Regions from separate parts of the Mus musculus genome. Here region 1 is linked to region 2. Evidence: chromatin contacts called from public promoter capture Hi-C data. All regions are on one chromosome and are shown on one strand. Each heading gives the region's core, a stretch centred on a gene start, on an enhancer-like site or on the middle of the called end of the contact. The rest is flanking DNA. Distances are from core to core; before and after follow the strand shown.

Region 1 (5,154 bases), core at 1,218-3,717, 310 kb before region 2:
TCACTGACCTTCACCGTGCAGATCAGCACGCGGCCGGGGGCCACCATGTTGAGGAACAGCACCATGGCCTCATCCTCATGAGGAGAGTATGTGTCAAACACGCGCTTTGCCATCACGTGGCCCTGGCAGGAGCAAACCCTCTTATGAGACGGGGTCATCAGCAAAGCAAGCCCAGCTTCGGCCCTCGGGCTCTCCCATCCTTAAGCTCACCGTGGCCTGGTTGAGGACTATGACATGGATGCCTCGGCCCTGCTCCCGGGCTTCATCCTCGAGCACCTACACAGCGGCAGAAACAGAATCCAGCTATTCACCCTGGCGCTCACGGTGACTCCATCTTAGAAGCAGGAACCACAGCAGCCTGCTCTATTATCACTGTCTACGGTTCTAACTCAGACAGAAGGCTGACTCTCCCAGAAAGCCCCCATGGTACCCTCATCGGCAAAGGTTTCGTCGCTTTACCATCCACCTTTTAACACTTCCCTGGCACCAAGAGCCCTGGACTGTCTCTGCTAACTCTCTACCAGTGAGCCTCTCTGGGAAGGGCAAGTCCCATTACCTCTAGGACCCCAGTGGCTGGCCCAAGGCTGAAGCCAAAGGGATTAGGAAGTGGTTACATAATAAGTAAATAAGGGAGTTAGCTGCCCGCTAACGCCCCTGATCACTGCCAAGCCTTCGCCACATAGACATTTCATAGACCATTTACTTAATCCTAATAAGTCCAAGCCAATAGGCAGAGGGTGACGGTTCCCACCGTGCTCTGAATGGACTGAAGATGCTGGTCCAACTCACCGTGGTGCCATCCACAGCCACATACACTTTGCTTCTACTGGAGTATACTTCCACATCCAGCACCCGTCGGGGACTGCTGCCTCTGCGCCGAGGGGACTCCAGACGTCCTAGGGCCTCATCTGGAGAGGGAATTGTAACAGGCGTGGGCGATGACTCACTAGCAGAGTCACACCCTGTGGGATGTGCACGCCATTCCTGCCATGAGACCCCAGGTCCCGTCCCGTCCCCCGCCCCCCTCCCGCACCCTCAGCTGGTCCCCACCATAGTCTTGCTCTGGTTCTGGGTCTTCATTGGCCTCGCTGATTGCTCTCCGAGTGTCCAGGATCAACTTGATGTTGACAATGACGGTCACCAGCAGGAAAAGCACAGCCCCTGTCTGAGTAGGAAAATGGGGGTGACTGCAGCCAGCCCTCTCCAGATCACAAGGGCCTTCTGAAAGTATGACCTTGGCTGAAGAGGACACAGGGACCAGTCTCTCCACTTTCTGGTTCCCAATAAGGACACGGATTTGTGGCCATCTCCCAGAGAATGTTCCCTGGCAGGTTTCCCTCCACCAACCAGGTCCTTCCTACCCCGTGGTCTTGTATTTTCCCATTTGAGTCCTTGACTTCCTTGGTCCCCTCCATAACTAGTTCCTTGAGATGGATTTAGGACCCGAGAACCACAGCGGAGAGCCAGAGACACAGAAGAACGTGGGCCACACTGCCTGACAGTTGGGTGTCAGGGGCAAAGCCTGCCTGACCAGACTTCTGGTTTCTGTTGGATGCCGAGGTCAGACTAGGGTTCTGATTCCAGAATCCTGGCTCTAAACCACTGCCTGAGAAGGCTGTAACAGACAGAGGTTTCCCCTCCAGGAATTTGCTGCCTCTTCTTGATAGCCAAGGTAGTTAGTTCCTAGTCTGTTAGAGTAAAGTTAGGGAGCAGCTTTTGGGACACGTGGGACCTCATTTACCTGACAGAATCTCCTCAGGGCCCGCTGGTTTGTCAGTTTATACTTCCAGGTAAGGTACCAGCTCCGTTTCTTCCTAGCCCCAAAGGGCTTGATGAGGGGACTGGGCTTCCAGTCATCCATACTGGATTAGGGAGTCACCCCTGTCCCGGCCAGTCCATGACTTCAGGAATCTGAGGGGACTATATATAGAGTCACATAGAGTAAGATGCTTGTCCCAAAGCTTAATGCCTTCTGGAATGACTTCTCTCAGCAAACTGCTGAGCTGTGTGCCCTAGGCAACGTGGCTTAACTTCTCTGGGTCTGGCCAGAAAATCTTTGGAGGAGTTGGATCACCTGAAAATTCCCTGGGGCTAGAGGAACTGTGTGCAGGATCAGGGCCTTAGCGGCGGAGGCCAGTAACTCAATCAACTCTTAACGATTCATCAGTCCTTAAAAGGTCCAAATCCCAGTCCTTCCCAGCCCTGGGGTAGAACAGTAACAGCGACCTCCTGCACCCCAATCCTCCACCCTCGTCTCTTCCCATCTGGCTCAACTCCTCTCCTCTCAGGGATCAGGGACGCCGGAAGGTTCAGAAGACCCACCCAGCCCGCATCACCCCTCTGAGACCCGCACTGGGAGGCACTTACGGCTCAGGGGCCCCGGGCCCCGCTCGGGCCGCGCTCGGGCCCGCACAGCTCGGCCCCGCGCGCCGCGGCCTCCGCGGCCTCCGCCTCCTCCATGCCTCTCGCGCCCCGCCCCGGCCCGGCCGGCCCGCCCCGCCGCTTCCGCCGCCGCCGCCGCCGCGGGGTGAGAGGGCGGCGGGCGGCGCTTAGGGCGGCGGCCGCGGCCGGGCGTCTGCAGCGCGAGGGGAGCCGGCGTACTCTGCCTGTCTGGCAGGGTTACGGTCCGCACGAGTGGACCTCGGGCGAGAGCACATCCCCGCACCGCGGAGCCGGAGCAAGCGGCATTCCGGGACCTCGGGCCAGCTCACTGGGCAAGCCAGGATCAGAGGGCTGCAGCTCCGAGGCCTGGCCCAGCCCCGCAAGGCTGTTTCCAGGCCGGGGAGGAGAGGATTAGAAACCTGCTCCGCTACTATTTTGAGCGCTTACGTTAACTCGATTTCATAAACCATGATTAAGAGGCACCGTGACTACCCCATCTTTAAAGAAAACCAAAAATGCTCTTTGATTGTGTGCATGTGCAGGTAGTGCGGGCGCTCCTTGAAGAGACTAGACCTCAGTCTGATACCCCTGGAGCCCAAATTAAAGTTGTGATCCCAACCGCTCCTCTAGAAGAGCACCAGGTGTGCTTAACCACTGAGCCATCTCCAGCTCCTGATTAGTTCTTTTCTGAGGAAGCAGGAGCTTACCTATCTCCTTATAGCCCTAGCTATCCTGGAACTCCTTATGTAGACCCGGCTGAACTTGAACTCACAGAAATTCACCTGTCTCTGCCTCCTAAATGCTAGGATTAAAGGAGTGTACAACATGCCCAGCAACACTTTATTTATTTACACTTTTTTTTTTTTGAGGACTCCAAAAGTGTTGGCATCTTTCGATATGATAGCAGTGCTTGCCAGGTTGGAAGTGGTGTTGCATTCCTATATAGGTGAGGGAAGGCTGTGTGAGGCAAGTCCACTTTCATAACAAGATGCTAAGACCCACAGTAGCTCACTCCTGGGTTCCCAGCACTTAGGAACTGAGGAAGGAGGATTGCCATAGATTCAAGGTCAACTTGGTCTACAACATGAGTTCTAGAACAAGTCAGGATTTTGAAGTGCAACCTGCTCTGAGAAACAAAAAATGTTTTGGTTTTTTACATGTTCTTTATACTGAAGTTTTTCTTATTTAAACATCAAAAAAAGCAGGGGCTGGAGAGATGGCTCAGTGGTTAAGAGCACTGACTGCTCTACCAGAGATCCTGGGTTCAATTCCCAGCAACCACATGGTGGCTCACAACCATCTGTAATGGGATCTGATGCCCTCTTCTGGTGTGTCTGAAGATAGTGACAATGACATTGTACTCACATATATAAAATAAGTCTTTTTAAAAAAATCAAGTCAGCAGAAGTTCTCACATTAGCCTCTGACCCTCTTCTGTCGTCAGGTTTACTGTCCATGATCTTGTCTTCTCATGATCCTTATTAATGTCCAGATTCTCAAACTTGCATGTGCAGTCCTAGATTCCCTCCTGAGCGTCAGGCTCCCCTGTGTCTGAGCGCCAGGCTCCCCTGTGTCTGAGCGCCAGGCTCCCCTGCCTGCTGCATCTCTTCACAAGACCCACAATTTCACAGCTACTGACATCATCTCTACCTGCTCTCAGATCTCTTCTGGATTCCTTTGCTTGGGAAATTGTATCAGGCCATATAGCTGGGCCTCCCTTTGTCTTTTTCCAGTGATGTCAGTTGAAATCAACTGTCATGATAGTTGAAATCCTTTGTTTCTTTGAACAATATTGAATACCATTTGAAACAGATGAACTCATCTGTTGCCTGATTCTTTCACTTGTGCCTCTAATTCTCTCCAACCTGCTGTTGCAGGCACTTTTGTGCTGTTGCACTTTTGTGCTGTTGCACTTTTGTGCTGTTGCACTTTTGTGCTGTTGCACTTTTGTGCTGTTGCACTTTTGTGCTGTTGCACTTTTGTGCTGTTGCAGGCACTTTTGTGCTGTTGCTGTTGCACTTTTGTGCTGTTGCAGGCACTTTTGTGCTGTTGCTATTGCACTTTTGTGCTGTTGCAGGCACTTTTGTGCTGTTGCACTTTTGTGCTGTTGCAGGCACTTTTGTGCTGTTGCTGTTGCACTTTTGTGCTGTTGCTGTTGCACTTTCGTGCTGTTGCACTTTCGTGCTGTTGCACTTTCGTGCTGTTGCACTTTTGTGCTGTTGCTGTTGCACTTTTGGTTTTGGTTTTGAGTTAATCTCCTTGATTCAGAGTTTTTCCTCTGCTTCTCCATTCTTCCTTGCTCCTTGAAAAGTCCAGAGTATCCCAGCACTTGGGAGGCAGAGGCAGGTGGATTTCTGAGTTTGAGGCCAGCCTGGTCAACAGAGTGAGTTCCAGGATAGCCAGGGTTATAAAGAGAAACCCTGTCTTGAAACAAAAACAAAAACAAACAAACAAAAAAACAAAAGAAAGGAAGGAAGAAAGAAAGAGAGAGAGAGAGAGAGAGAGAGAGAGAGAGAGAGAGAGAGAGAGAAAGAAAGGAAAGTCCAGAGTAAGGCTAGATGGTGGTAGTACACACCTTTAATCTTAGCACTTGGGAGGCAGAGGCAGGCAGATCTCTTACTTGGAAGTTAGCATGGTCTACAGAGTGAGTTCCAGGACAACCAGATCTACACAGAGAAACCCTCTCTCAAAAAAAGAAAAAAACAAAAAAACAAAAATCCAGGGCAATTTTTCACAAAGGCAAATATTTTGCTAATCCCTGGCTAAAAACTT
Region 2 (5,380 bases), core at 2,512-5,011:
AAAAAAAAAACAACAAAAAAAAAACAACAACAAAAAAAAACAAGTTGTTATCACTGGTGCATATTTCTCAACACCAGAGGCTCTTTGACAGCAAGAGCTTTGTATGTTACTGAGTAGAATCTTTCCAGCTTACAGTGGGACTCTTTATTGAAAGATCTAGGACTGCATTTTTCTTAAAGCTGTGTATTTTACAATAAGCAGACAGTTTTTGTATTGCTGGGGGTCAGAGCCTTGTAAGCACCAGCCCAACAATTTTGTAGGCATATTCATATCCCTAAGCTGAGATCTGCTAGTACTCATGTGGACTTGCGACATTCCTTTGTCTATCCTGCTGGCACATCTTGGACTCCTCTTGGGCTATCTCTTCAGCATGAGGATGGCTTTCACTCACAGAGAAGGAAGGCTCCTGGAACAAGCTCTCCACCCCACTGGGTAGGTGACTGCCATGACAACTATACTTTAAGTCCAGAACTATAAGACCAGAAAACAGTGGAAAGGGTTCCTATCTGCATTGGTTTCCAAGTCCATAACAGTTTAAGGTACTTAAAACTATAGTCCAGGGCCAGAGAGATGGCTCAGAGGTTAAGAGCACTGACTGCTCTTCCAGAGGTCCTGAGTTCGATTCCCAGCAACCACATGGTGCTCACAACCATCTGTAATGGGATCTGATGCCCTCTTCTGGTGTGTCTGCAGAGAGCAACATGTACTCACATAAATAAATACATCTTTAAAAAAAAAGAAACAAAACTATAGCTCAGTCCATAGTAAGTATGTCATAAATGTTAGCTTCACCAACCGTGTAGAACTCCTTGGGAGCCCTCATAAGCAGGGTACGAACTTGACTTAGCAATTGATGCCAGCCTGGGTATCACAGAGTCCATCTCAAAGAATTAAAATCAATTCATTTAAGTTCTTTCTTCTTTCTTTCTTTTTTAAAAATTTTGTAGAGAACCAGAAAGATGGCTCAGTAGTTAAGGGCATGTGCTACTCTTGCAAAGGACCTGAGTTCAGTTCCCAACATTCATGGTAAATGGCTCAAAATGACCTGAAATTTCAGCTTCAGAGAATTTAACACCCTCTTATGATCTTCCTGGGAACCTATATTCATGTGTACATGTACACAATTAAAAAATACAAATAAGGTCAGATGTGGTGTGGCATACCTTAGCCCCAACATGTGGGAGGCAGAGGTAGGTGGATCTGAGTGTAAGACCAGCCTGTGCACATCCTGAATTCCAGATCAGTCAGAGAGACAAGGTTCAGGGCTGTCTCAAATTAACTAATTCACTAGAGTAGAATTAGAAAAAACAAGTGTCTGGGCATATCACTTCCAGAACTCTCTATCCTTGACTGAGTCCTTGTGAAATCTTGCTTGAGTCTTTCCCTATCCACAAGATAAAGGTAGTGTAACTAGATGGTTCCTATGCTTTCTGCCTTCACACACACACACACACACACACACACACAAAGAACTTTCTATTCCATATGTTGGGGCTGTTGGCAAGGAAAAATGTGAATTTGTAGCTGCTGGTCCCACATGGAAGAGACTACTGTTTACCAAGGCCAAAGGCAGAACAATTGATTAGTCAGCCACCTGTGAGCTTTCTCGTACCTGAACTATATCACAGACTATACAGGTCCCTGAACACTGCACGACTTCTCTTGTAACTAAACTCACCAACAGCAAGGCCAGGGCCTGAAATCAATAACAGCAGTGAAGAATCTTGGTTCATGAAGAATTCCTGCACCTTTGTGCCTCTGGTGCCTGTAAGTAGGGCAACATCCATCTAACCAGGGCCCTCCTTAGCCATGAAGGAAAACATGAGGTCTCCTTCTAATCTTGATGGCTTGTAAAACAAAGACCAAAGAGGGATAAAAAAAAAAAAAGGCACTGACTCATTTGACCACAAGCATTACAGAGACCTACTATGTGCCAGTCCTGTACCATGAAGAGCAGGTGTGACATAGACTTGGCTCCTTGCCACCAACTGTAGTCGGGGTACATATGAGTGATGTACCCCAAGACAGACTTTGCTAAGACGTCTATAGGAAGCTCAGTCTCTGCTACAGGAGACTGGATTGGGAGCATCTAACCAGCAGGAGGATGAGACGCGTCACCAAAGATGTGGTGTGAGCACCCGTGAAGAAGCTGCAGAAGGTGCCATATTATTGAATAACTACAGACCACACAACAGGAGACCTAGCTAAACATGTGCTGCAATTTGCCAGCTTCTTCTCAGAACTTCTCTCTCCATGGTTGGGTTGGCTGGTGCCAGGCCCTCTGACTGCCAAATCTGCACTAGAGAAATGACACTCCTATGCAAGCCAAAGACCCTGGATTATAGAAAGAGGAACACTGAGGTGGGAACAGATGCTCCGAAGGGGCTCCAAACTTCCTGGCTAGTTCACTTTTTTTTTGGTTTTCGAGACAGGGTTTCTCTGTGTAGCCCTGGCTGTCCTGGAACTCACTCTGTAGACCAGACTGGCCTCGAACTCAGAAATCTGCCTGCCTCTGCCTCCTGAATGCTGGGATTAAAGGCATGTGCCACCACGCCCAGCTTGTTTTTTTTGTTTGTTTGTTTGTTTGTTTTTTGTTTTTTATTTTATTTATTTATTTATTTTGCTAGTTCACTTCTATACACAATCCTGACTCCGTGTCTATTCTTCACAGTACTTCCAGCCCAGGCCCTTTAGAAGGCCCGAAGCTAGGGACAGTGGGCAGCAGCTCTCTGATGGCTGGGGATCCAGGGAAACATTATACATCAACCACTCAGCTGGTTCTTGGCACAAGGCCTGTGGTCAACAAGTTTGAGCTCCCTCCTCATACTGCAAGGTCAATTCCACGTGTAAATCCCAGAGGCTCCAAGGCTCAGGTTACATCAGCTTCTCCCCCCAGGGCCTCCCTGAAATATGCCAGATCAAAACACTCTTTCCTGGAAATCACAATCGTATGTATCAGTACCATTGCATGTGGGCAATTTACATATAAGCATACTTAACCCTCACAGTGACATTATTATATTCGTTTTAAAAAGCTCTAAGAGAGAAAAATGAGTTGTTCTAGGATGCTTCCTAGGAGAGGGGAAAGCATAGCTCACCCCCAAAGTCAAGCACTCCCACCCTCTTACCTAGCTTCTGATGGTCCACAGTCCTACAGCTATAGGAAAGAGACTGCATCCTACCCACACTCCCACCTCTCTGTTGAAAAAAGTGTGGCAGAATCATTTGTATACTATATTGCAAAATAAGTGGAAACCGCCAATTTAACACAACGAAGTACACATATTTTATAATGTGCTCATGCCAGTGAACTGTCTTGAGCCCTGTCAGTCTTGAGTGTATCCTTGTTTGGTCTGAGGCTCAAACTCCTTATAGGCTGAGCTCCTCCTCGACAGCCCGTACCCACCGGCTCCGGACCTGTCACAACCCAAGCCTGTCCATAAGCACGGGCTGAGAGTCCGAAAGAGGATCTTATGCGCTGCGGTCTGGGCAGGGAAGCAGCTTTGAGGACAGTTCTAAAAGGATGTCCCCTTCGGCTGCTCCTCCGCAGAAGAACCGGGTCTTAACCTCGAGCTGCTCAGAAGGCCCTGTCTGCCCCTCCCGGGCGACTGCAGCGCCGCACCCCAGACCCCGGCCCCGTTTCCCCGCCGAGGGACTCCTCGCTGGCTCACTTTTACCTTAGTTGACCACCGCGGGAACGGCCGCGAGCACCCCCACCTGCAGGTCTCCGTCGAGAACGCGGAAGAGGCGGAGCTAAACTCAGGGGGAGGGCCCGAGCAGAAGGAGGCGTGAGGGGGAGGAGTCACGCCTGCGCCCCGAGGGCCACACGTGGCGAGAAGCAAGGCCAGTTCACTGCGCAGGCGTGGCATATCAGAGCGTCCTCTGGTTGTTGCGGGTTTCTTTTACAAGCGGAAAGTGGAAGACGCTGCAGGTGCAAATAGTTACTTCTGCGAGCCAGAACGGAGTTCTTGTAAACCTGAGGGCAGCTCTGTTAAGTAAAGTTTATTTTTGAGACAAGGCCTTTTGTATACTCCAGACTTGACTTCAAACTCGTTTTTCTTCTGACTCAGTCTCCAGAGTTCTCTGATTACAGACGCACACCACCGGGCATGACTGTAAAATTTCTATAAAGGTCTGCGTATACAGAAGTTCATTACTTCCGGTAATTAAATTTTTTAAATTGTTGTTTTTCTAAATAGTCTCACTATGTAACCCTGGCTGGCCTCAAACTTAAAGAGATCTACCTGCCTCTGCCTTCTGAGTGCTAGTATTAAAGGTGTGTGCCACTACAGCAGCTAAAACAACAGCTAAAACAAATGTTCTTAAAGATCTATTTCTTTTTCTCTCTCCTCTCTGCTCTCTCTCCTCTCTGCTCTCTCTCTCTCTCTCTCTCTCTCTCTCTCTCTCTCTCTCTCTCTCTCTCTTCTCTCCCCCTCCCCCCTCCCCCCTCTCCCCCTCTCCCCTCTGTGTACTAATTAGAGTAGTACCCCAACCAGCCTCCTTGCCTCACTTCCACAGGCTGCAGATGCCTGAGACGGGAAGACGGGGTGCTTGGTTTCAGTTCAGGTTCTGACGCAGTTTTCTTTTGTGTGGTGAAGTAAACTTCCCTATCCCATTCAGTATTGTTGTTAGGGTCTGGAGAGTAAGGGGCTTAAAGAGCATCTCCGTTTCCCATCACTCCTCTAAAACACATTTATTCCCTCTTCTGGCCTATGTGTTCAACTATATGAGGGAAGGAAGTGGAAGTATTCAAGACTTTGCTAGATTTCAAATCTAGATGAAGACTGGAAAGGGACGTCTTTTTCCCAAGCATTTGTATTTACTTCCTTTCCAAATTTGAGTCCCCTTCAAAGGCTGGATATTGCAATCTCTTTCAACTTATAACCTTCCAGGCCCACCAAACTTCGTGTCTTCACTGCCCTTTCTAGTCTATTCCCCAACCCTTGATAGCCAACCAGTCCAGGGTCACTCAAGCATAGATTGGGATCCAGATTCTCAAAATTACTACCCACCTCCCCATGGCAACCATGATGGTTAATTAACATTGGATAAAGGCTCTAGGGTGCTCCCAGGAAGGAGGGCAAACCATGTAGAACTCAGACCTTCCTCTGGCCTATTTGACCGCATTCCATAGTTCCATACTGTGGTAGCCACGAACATATAAAAGGGCCACAGGGCTCATGAACGCTGAGTTCATCCAGCATCATTAGTCAGTGTGGGATGTTCTGCCCCAGGGTGGAGGTGACAGCTTATTCCCTGTTCCCTGTCCCCTCAATGGATGCAGATCCTGAGCCAACAAGACAACTAAGCCCTGGCTTCCCAGGTAAGTTGCTTTTGTTAGGTTTTGCCTGTTTAGGTGAGAGTCTTCTTATTTCTCATT

What was found. Capture Hi-C pulls out chosen DNA fragments and counts their contacts.
Region 1: a contact with region 2 is called in a promoter capture Hi-C map of liver. The contact joins the promoter of Pomgnt1 here to the promoter of Mknk1 in region 2. A contact is called at or near these places in 4 of 39 promoter capture datasets (embryonic stem cells, liver and stem cell-derived epiblast-like cells), 3 of 484 Hi-C or Micro-C datasets (CD4 T cells, embryonic stem cells and uterus), 2 of 115 datasets of contacts at active chromatin or transcription factors (bone marrow-derived macrophages and memory CD8 T cells) and 1 of 9 other capture datasets (liver).

What each region holds. Positions count from the first base shown.
Region 1 is chr4:116,147,831-116,152,984 of GRCm38.p6, reverse strand. It overlaps Pomgnt1 (protein O-linked mannose beta 1,2-N-acetylglucosaminyltransferase), which reads right to left and starts at 2,467. Exons shown (of 22, transcript NM_026651.2): 1 at 2,368-2,467; 2 at 1,742-1,920; 3 at 1,051-1,165; 4 at 790-908; 5 at 211-276; 6 at 9-122. The coding sequence starts at 1,861.
Region 2 is chr4:115,837,579-115,842,958 of GRCm38.p6, reverse strand. Mknk1 (MAP kinase-interacting serine/threonine kinase 1) reads right to left here and starts at 3,761. Exons shown (of 13, transcript NM_021461.5): 1 at 3,678-3,761.